2 separate regions of the Macaca mulatta genome follow, and region 1 is linked to region 2. A link is a contact called in public Hi-C data. All regions are on one chromosome and are shown on one strand. The core of a region is the stretch at or near the end of the contact, and the rest is flanking DNA. Distances in the headings are between cores, read along the strand shown. Region 1 overlaps LOC114669905 (a long non-coding RNA gene). Region 2 holds the start of DNAJC1 (DnaJ heat shock protein family (Hsp40) member C1).

Region 1 (4,512 bases), core at 1,183-3,682, 230 kb after region 2:
GATTCTTCTGCCTCAGCCTCCCGAGTAACTGGGATTACAGGCATGCACCACCACACCCAGTTAATTTTTGTATTTTTAGTAGAGACGGGGTTTCACCATGTTGGTCAAGATGGTCTCAATCTCCTGACCTCGTGATCTGCCCGCCTTGGCCTCCCAAAGTGCTGGGATTACAGACATGAGCTACTGCGCCTGGCCTTTCAATATTTTTTTAATTCTGTTTTTCTTATTTAACTTTGTAATTGATCTGAAACTGAATTTGTGTGTGGGAAAAAGAAGGGATCTAATTTTATTTTTTTCTTATGAATGTTTGTTTTCTAAATAAGAGAAAATAAAGAAAGATCAATTGCTTTTTATAATCTGTAAACTCCTTAACAACATTCACTATGATTTATACCCATCTCATCAATACATTTCCTCAAAGTACTTTGAACATTACTGGTACACAATGTATATTTTTCGGAGAAGTGATATTTTTTTCTAGCCCCCATTGCTTAGAATATATACCAAGTTGTCCATCTAAAACAATCTGAGTTGTGCTTAATTTATCCCCCTGAGCAGGAAATAGCATCTTAATAGGATTAACTGGGTATAAGCACTGAATCATTCCAATTAAACTGAAGGGTATTAATCACTTCCCTAACTTTGCCCATTTTTAGAAAGTTCATCTGGAGAAATATCTACCTACTCATCAAGTTAGATTCATTTATTTATCTACCAGGAGAAATGCATAAGAAAGAAGTAGGAACCTAGACTAAAAACACATTTTAACCTGTTTTATAAGACTTTTAAAAATCAGCTGTTCGAGGCAGAGAACTACCTGTACCAACCTCAATTTGATTAATGTTTTTTAAGGATACCAATTTACAGATTTAGGCTCTCAATAGGGCCTAGTTGCATTGGTTTAGTTCTTGCCAACACCTATTTACTTTCTCCTTTCTTTCATAAAGAAACAGTCTGAAATTAAGATAGGTTTATAACCTAATTTTAATCAATGACAATTAATGAAAAACCAACAAAGGTAATTTTTAAAGGAAACATTCTAAGATTTTTTTTTTTAAGAATACTTCTATAACTCATTTTTTTAAAAAGAAACTCCTTACAAAATTTTGCTCTTTTCAAACAATTCCAGGGGCATTAGCATCTCATAGGGATGAACACCTGTTTGTTTGTTTGTTTATTTTGGGGGGGGTTGTTTTGGGGTTTTTTTTTTTTTTGCCGGAGGATGTGGTTCTAACAGACGATGGTGAGAAGATGAAACTGACCAGGTGTGAGAATAAACTGACAATTGTAAATAAAGTGAAATATAGTTGGTAAAAAAAAAAAAAGAAAATACATACAAACTTGGGAAGCAAAATCATTTTCTTTTCAAACACTGCATGTAAACTAATTTTATTTTATTTTAATTTTTTTTTTACCACGACTAAGGAGAGGCACTCAGAGGCACTCAGAGGCACTCAGAAAAGATGTCATTGCTGCCAGCTTTTTAATGAGGGAAGCCCATCACTTGAAATTGCTTCTATTAGCAGGTTCCCTAATAAAACCAAGGCAAATCCTGCACAGACTCAAAAAAAAAAATTTTCTACTACGATTCAGCAGTAGCAGTCAGTATCACCGTCTATTTTTAATGTAGCAATATATTTTTCATGGTTCCGCTTAACAGAGCTTAGAGACCTTGAATTTCAAAATCAGAACGCATCTTAGAGGAACTATCCCAGCATCACAATTTGGGGACGTGGGGAAGTGGGGACGTTGTGTATTCAAAAGCATCAGTCTGTTTTGACTTCATCCTTTTTTTAAAAGGATCAAAAGTCAGCCATAAGTGTAAAAGAAAAACTAATTTTAAAAAAGTTTAGCCTTAAAGACGTAACTATCTCAGCGCGTAGAGCGTGGGGCGGGGGGGTTCCCTCTGTTCAAAAGAAAACAAGAAAAAAAAAAAAAAGGACATTGCTGTCTTCTTTGCACACTTCTCTTAAAATCCTCGTTGGAAGCCCCCTGGGGAAATGAGACTCCGATTCCTCACCTATTTAAAATCACGCCACAGCCACGAATCACTGCAAAAGCAAGGCTCTAGCTTAAAACAAAAACAAAGTATTCGCTTCTGCGGAGAACCCGAGGCTCCTCCTGCGCGGGCGACGCTCGGCTGGTGGGACCCGGCCGCGCAAGCCGCGGGTGCAGCCGGGTGGGGGGCACCAGGCGCGAGGCGAGGAGCGCACCACCAAAGGAGATGCTTGGCTCCTAAGATAATACCTTTAAAAAAATAAGAAGGAAAGAAAAAAAAACAAACAAACTCGATACTCAGCCTGACGATCCTTGCCACCCCCTCCCCTGCTCCGACACCCACACACAAAATAAAGAGAGCCGGGCGGGGGAGTGCGCGCCCAGAAAGGGAACAAGAAGCAAGGCGCCTGTAACACAAAATGGAGAAAGAGGAACCGAGAGTGGAAAGGAAGAAGGAAAACCGAGTAAAGGAGATTATTCATAAGAACAGGAAAGGGGCCGAGGGGTAGAGAACACCCGAAGGAAAGCGCAGGAGGCCCTCGTGAGAGGGCAAGGGGGAAAAGATCGACGAATTAAGAGCCAGAAGAGGAAAGGAAAGCAAGACTTTCTAGATGCCGAGGCTCCATTTTCAGCAGCGCCATATTCGCTTTTCCTCTCGCCGCTTTTGGCTGGGTTTTGTGTGCAGCGGTGGACAGGCGCCAGCACATTTCTACAGCTTCAGCAGCTCTGCTCAGACACCTGGGGAGGGCCGCAGGGCCCGGGCGGGGGACGCGCGCTCTTGGCCCGGGCCCGGGCGTGGCCCCCTCCCCGGCCTGGCGGTTCCTGCGCCGCACCCGCCCCGCACTCCTCTAGGTTGCAAAGGGGGCCTCCGGCTCGGGCCCGGCCCGGAGGGGACACCTCACTCGGGGTCTCGCGGCAGCCCCCAGGGGACGCAGGCCCTCTAGTTTCGCCCAGGGTGTGGCTGGGCACGCGTGCCAAGGGGATGCGTAACCGAGAACCGAAAAACACGAACTTAACTTTCGGGGAGGAGGAGAGGGCGCACGCTGGGGGCACCGGGGCTTGGGGGCGCTCCTGGAGGTGACGGGGCCACCTCCACCTGCGCGGGGCCACTCGCTGGGAGCCAGCGATCGATGCCTGCCGCTGCGCCTGGCCCAGGCCGCGAGGCCTCTCGCAGCTCCCGGAAAAACGTCCGAGGTCGGGGCTCGGCCGGGAGCCCCAGGCGGGTCCCCTGGCCTCGGGGCGCCAGTCCGGGAGGTGGCTGGGACTCCGGTGTTCGCGGTTCCCAGCGACTTTAGGCGCGGCCCGTGTCTGAAAGCTCCTCGGGGTTACGTCCTGGGGCGATTGGAGGCGGCTCACGACTCAGAAAGTCGGGGCTTCTCGTCCCGGGTCCCTACCGCTGGCGTCTGTCGAATCCCCACCTCGGTCCTCGGGTAGAGGCGCAAGCGCGCCCCGAGACCATTCTCCTTGCGTCCACCCCCGTTATTCTTCACTTGCACTCGACAGCGTTCTTCACTCAAGGTTAGGACCTCGCTAGTGCCAGAGAAGTCCCTGGGTCCCCAGTGCCCTCAGTCTCGCAGCGTAGGGAGCAGCCGGCCCGGGAGACAAGGAGGCCGCGGCCATGGAGGCCCCAGGCCCGGAGTCCCCGCGCCGTCGGGTTTTGCGCAGCTGACCAGGACCACCGGCTCCTTCTCTGTCCCGGTCCTCCGCTCTCAGCCCCGCAAAGGTGACGGTAGCTGGAGGCTGGAAGCGACGATTTCTTCGGGCCGGTGGAGGGGAACATGTCAGGGTAGACTCAGGATCACAGCGAAGGAAACCGAGCCCCAAAGGGGTCCCCGGGCGTCCCGGGCGCGTGGCTGGTTTTGCTCCTAGAAGGAAAGGCCTTCCCGCTTGTGTTCCACCGGCTCACTAGGTCCTCCCTTCCTGGCCAACTCTAACCTCAGCTTTGTGCGTGTCACCGGGTCCCGGGATAATCGGATCCTCCCAGACCCGGGAATCCATCAGAAGCGCTACCCGAACTTGGCGCCCTGGAAGCTCCCCAAGCGCAGCAGCCGCGCCCTCGAGTTCATCCACTCCGCGAGCCACGGACGGCGCCTGCCCACCCGCGGCTCGGCTTTGCGTGTTGTAAGCCGACTATTCTATCACCACTGCAGGATGAGCTGGCCTTTAAACATTTAAAGAACATTTAGGTTATTTTCAACAGTTCATGCTTTTTGTATCTGTCTTTTCAGACTGCAGATTTCCACAAGGAAAAATGTATCTTTCCTAGACGGCAAAAAGCAGATTTCTTTTATTTTCCTTTTTTAAAAGTTGCCTTAAAATGCCTATCTCATAGTACTTGGGGATTAAACTGTTTCCCGTAAGAGAAAATTCAACGACTAAGCTCAAACGTTAGTCTTGACACCTTTAGTTAAGATGATCCTTTCCCAGTGTGTTAGTGAAATGTTAAAATCAAAATTTCAAAATGAAACAGCTGTTCTACGGCTCTAGAAATTCCAGAAATTTAAGAACTAAAAA
Region 2 (4,682 bases), core at 2,160-4,659:
TCTAAGTAACTAATACCTCACAGACTATACTCAGCACACTAAAGAGATCATTTTGAAATTCAAGTCAAATCATGTATCTTTTCTATTCAAACACGGCCTCCCCCAACTTACTTATAAGTAAAAGCCGAAGTCCTTACAATGGCCTACAAAGCCCTACATGGTCTTCCCTTACCACCCATGACTCAGATCTCCTATTACTGTTCTTGATCACTCTGCTCTGGCCATACTGCCTGCCTTGCTATTCCTCAAATACTAAGCAAGCTCCCGCCTCCTGGCTTTTGTGCTTATTAGAATGCCCTTCCACTATGCTATGGTCTGAATGCTTTTGTCCCTCAAAATTCATATGTTGAAATCTAATCCCCAATGTGACAGTAATACAAGGTGGGGCCTCTGTAAGGTGATTATATCATGAAGGTGGAGTCCTAATGGATGAGATTAGTTTCCTTATAAAAGAAGCCCCAGAGAGCTGCCTGTCCCTACCACCATGTGAGGACAACAAGGTGCTATCTATGAACCAGAAGGCCCTCACCAGACACAGAATCTGCCAGTGCCTTAATCTTGGATTTTCCAGCCTTAATCTTGGATTTTCTAGCCTCCAGAATTGTGAGAAATCAAGTTCTGCTGTTGAAAAGCTGTCCAGTTTATGGCATTTTGCTATGACAGCCCAAATGGCCTACAACACAATTACCCACATGGCTTACTCCCTAACTTCTCTCAGAGGCCTTCTCTGACCATATAACATTTATATTTATTTACTTGGTTGTTTACTGTCTGTTTCTCCCTACTGAACTATAAGGTTAGGGGTTTTGTTTTATATAAAGGCCAACTCCCAATGCTTAAAATCCAATAGGCACAAATACATCTCTGTTGCTTGAACAAGAAGAAGAGATTAGTGCATAGAGCCAGGTCACCACTTTCAGTAGCCTACCTACTTTGTTCTGGTCCCTCATGTTTGGCTAGTCACCAAATGGTTCTGGCTTGAAAATTACACATGAAAGACCTTGGACAGGTTGCGTTTGTTTCCACCAAATTTCTGGTCCCTGAAAGTCATCTAACAAAGTTAAGATTCAATGTAAAGAAAAAAACTTGTTCCATTCAGTTTCTCTGCTTGGACAGAAAAAAATTCCTCCTGCATTCTTTCCAATTTCAATACAGCTGTATAGAGAAACACAGGTTAAAAACAATAAAATAATCTTCTTTTCAGATTCTACCTTGACAAAGAATCTTCTTGATTATCCATGCTTCTTTATTTTCTCATCTTTGCCCAGAAAGTCAAGTGCTCTGGATGTTCACACTGCCTAACTAACTATGCAAATCAAGTTACATGAAATTATAAACGAAAATTCTATGAGAGTTCACATGCAAAGCTAGATTACATAATCTACATTTTAAACTGCTATTAAATTTCTGCTCTCTTAAAGGCACTTAATTTTTCATGAATAACTGGATCTTCAAGATTTTTGGATGGGTTATGTTTAAGATTCTCTTTACCTAAAGAATGTAATCAACAATGATAAATTCTAATTATTCCCAGTATTAAAGAAATTCTTAAAAGTCATCAAAATTAGTATTTCACTAATTATTTTTACACATACTCCATCATCATTTGCTTTGAAAATGAGATATATAGTGTCTCTATGAGGAGGGGCGGGCACCAGGTAACAGATCACAAATACAGTTATTACAAAGTTGCTTGCACATATGAATCTGAAGTGTGACATGCCTATACTTTATAACTCTTACAAAAATAAAAAACTGTTAGACTCATGGTACCCTGGCAGCCTAGTAAGTTTATATTCAGTGATGGAATGAAAATGCAATGTTTGAAAATTAAAATTCAGTAAATGTTGAATAGTTCACCCACATTTATGATAACCTATGGGGGAGGGGGATGTGCATTTCATATCTAGTTATGTGAAGTGTGCCTTGAATGACAACTATTGTAAACATTAATTTTTTACTCCCATAACTATTCAAAGCATTGTACGAAGGGCTCAATCAGATAAGTGTGAAATATACATTTTTCACCCTGTAAGCCTGAAATCAGCGAAATGTTATCTTCTCCTTTGCGCGAGACTTCAGGTAGAGACTGGATATCTACCCTCACTCAACCACCCTCAATGGTAGAACTAAAAAGCAACAGAAGGGTTTTACAAGTTAATGTCTCAAGCTAAAAAAGAAAACAAAATGAAACAAAAGGAAAAGGGGGAAAAAAAAACCCATTCCTACATTACTGGTTGGGGGCTTCTCTTCCAATCGCACTCCAAGTCCTGTGCTGCCCAAAAAACTTAACACCTCCAACCTGGTAGAGGCTTCAAATTCCTCCAGATTTCTAAACTGCGAAAGAAACATCTATCTAACAGGCTAAAAACGATGTCCAAGTACGAGGTAAGAAAAACTTCTGCAACACAGACACTGGTCACAGTGCATTCCTACTTTCCCAGAAGGGAAGAGGAGGGGAGGCAGCTGAAATAAGAATAAGAATGAGGGTAAGTCTCGGTGGAAGATGACAGTTTAGAGAAGCGGCTGCTCTTTCTCACATTCAGGGGGACAGGAAGGCAAACGGTAGGTGTTAAATTAAAAACAAAAAAAGTCTACCCACACCACTCTTCCTTCTTCCTCCAGCACAGCTGGAGGGGGAAGGCTCTTCCCCAGAACGCCGGACCAGAGAGATGGCATTGCCACCCCAGGCAAGTGGCGTCGTCCAGCCTGTCACTGGGGCTGGGACTAGAAAAGTTGAAGCAGGAGTAAGGATCTGGGGAAGACGGACACGTCCTTCCGAGGCTGAGGACCCCGGTGGCCCGGGCTGAGGGCAGCCAGAGCCCGGGGTGACCGAGCCCTGCCCTCCGTGTCCGACTCTCTGAGGAACCGGGGTCGCCTGCCGCCTGCCCCGGCCCCTCTCCGCCCGGCCCCGCGCGCCTCCTTGCTTACCTGCTGCACTCCGAGGAACTGGTAGAAGTTGAGCTGCACCTCCTCCACCAAGTCAAACAACTCCAGGTCTCCGCTCTCCCAGCCGCGCGCCGGCGCCACGGCGGCCAGCAGCAGCAGCAGCAGCAGCGGCCACAGCAGCGGCGTCCGCGGCTGCGGCGGCGGGAAAGGCATTAGCCCGAGCTGGCGGCGCCCAGGAAGCTGTGCCGGCCAGGAGCACAGAGCCGTCATCGCACTGGGCTCGGAAAGGTCACCCGCCGCGCACCTCCGTTGGCCGAGAGCTGGGACGTGGCGGGCGGCACTGGCTGTGGGAAACAGTGCCCGTCAGTGAAAAGCGCGGGCAGGCGCACCGGAACGGCCCGCCAGGCGGCTGGTCCCAGACTGAGCGCGGTGGTGGCGGGAGCCCGCGGCCGGACCAGCGGCTGGGCGGGCGGGCGGGGCCGCAGTCGGCGATACGTTCCGCGGACCCTGGCCCCCAGGCCTACACACAGCTGGAGAGCCAGCGCCCGGCGCCTGGGCTGCACAGGGGGAGAGGCTTCCCTTTGCCTCAGCCTATCCCAGGCCTCGCTTCCGGTGACATCACGTCTCCTAGCAACCGCGGGGAAGGGGGCGTGGCCGGAAGCCTGGACGCCTGGCGCCCCGATCTGGGCCTAGGTGAAATGCCTTTCAATCGGTTGGGCGCGTCGAGGAGCTGAATCTACGCCAAAACGGGCTGAGAGACAGGGAAGGTTATAGCCATCACGCGTCTACCTGGAACGCCCCTCGTGGACTTCCCCCGAAATAGCTACTGTCTTCCCCTCCCCCAGCTATCGAACACTAAAAGCATATTTGAAGCCTGATTAATTGATTATGGCTTCCGTGCATTTAATTAGTCCTTCAGCAAAGAAGACAGGACAAGTTGAACCAGGTTCTAAAAGGGGCAAATCTAGTAAGTAGAGAGAGGTAGAGCAGAAAAGGAATTCAAACCAAAACAATTATGAATTAAGATTTACAGGTATAATACCACAAAATGGCCTGGTAGAATTAATAGTTAATAATGGTGACTCAGTCATAGTTGGAGGAGGAATGGAGTTTATCCATCTTAGCCCACCTCCAGTTGGGGTTCTTTTGAAAATAGACCTCAGTTGAGATGTTTCCGTTTTAAAAGACAGGCTAAAAACCTTCTCTCTCTTCCGTAACAATGCCTCACTTCCTAGTCTTGCATTGCTTCTGTTCAATCTCTTTTCAAGTTATTTTCTCCACCACGATTCTCTTGTGTGAACTTTATTTTCCTTTTGGCTTTCTCACATTTCTCTTCCCTGAACTCTCCACTCTTGTTGAGGAAGAAGGAAGCAAAAAATGCTACTAAAACTCAGAAAGTTAGCTCAATTTTGAAAGTTTGACCTCATGCTCTTTCCATCTTGGATCTAGTTAGTTAAATCAAGCTCCATAGCGTAATGATAAAGCTACTTCCCTCTCATAGTCAGAATATACTATGTTGGATAAAGGTTAGAAAAACACTAGGAAGCAAATCTTACTGAGAAAATCCTAGTATGGAGTGTTAAAAATATTTTTAAATAAAATCAATAAATGCAAATCTTGGTATGGAGTTTTAGAAATATTTTTGAATGAATTCATAAATGAATGCAAGTATATCTTGCTTAAAAATAATAGGTATGCTTGAATTACTCACATTTTAATCTATCATGAGGGCTGCTATAACAAAATACTTTAGACTGGGTGACTTAAACAACAGATACTTATTTCTCACAGTT

Evidence for each region. Hi-C and Micro-C count contacts between places; a contact is called where the count stands out from the background.
Region 1: a Hi-C map of liver shows a contact between it and region 2, with 2.7 times the contacts expected there. The contact joins the enhancer-like site here to the promoter of DNAJC1 in region 2. A contact is called at or near these places in 2 of 14 Hi-C or Micro-C datasets (fetal cortex germinal zone and liver).

Annotation. Positions count from the first base shown.
Region 1 is chr9:23,707,164-23,711,675 of T2T-MMU8v2.0, forward strand. LOC114669905 (a long non-coding RNA gene) reads right to left here. Exons shown (of 3, transcript XR_013397963.1): 1 at 3,393-4,512. Among named protein-coding and RNA genes, the nearest start is that of TRNAN-GUU, 23 kb to the left of the region's middle. Within about 2 kb of position 2,433, at least 27 of the 40 cell types and tissues checked have an H3K27ac peak or open chromatin away from gene starts, as enhancers often do. A contact at or near this core is called in liver, where this site is marked.
Region 2 is chr9:23,471,603-23,476,284 of T2T-MMU8v2.0, forward strand. DNAJC1 (DnaJ heat shock protein family (Hsp40) member C1) reads right to left here and starts at 3,410. Exons shown (of 12, transcript NM_001261677.1): 1 at 2,932-3,410. The coding sequence starts at 3,159.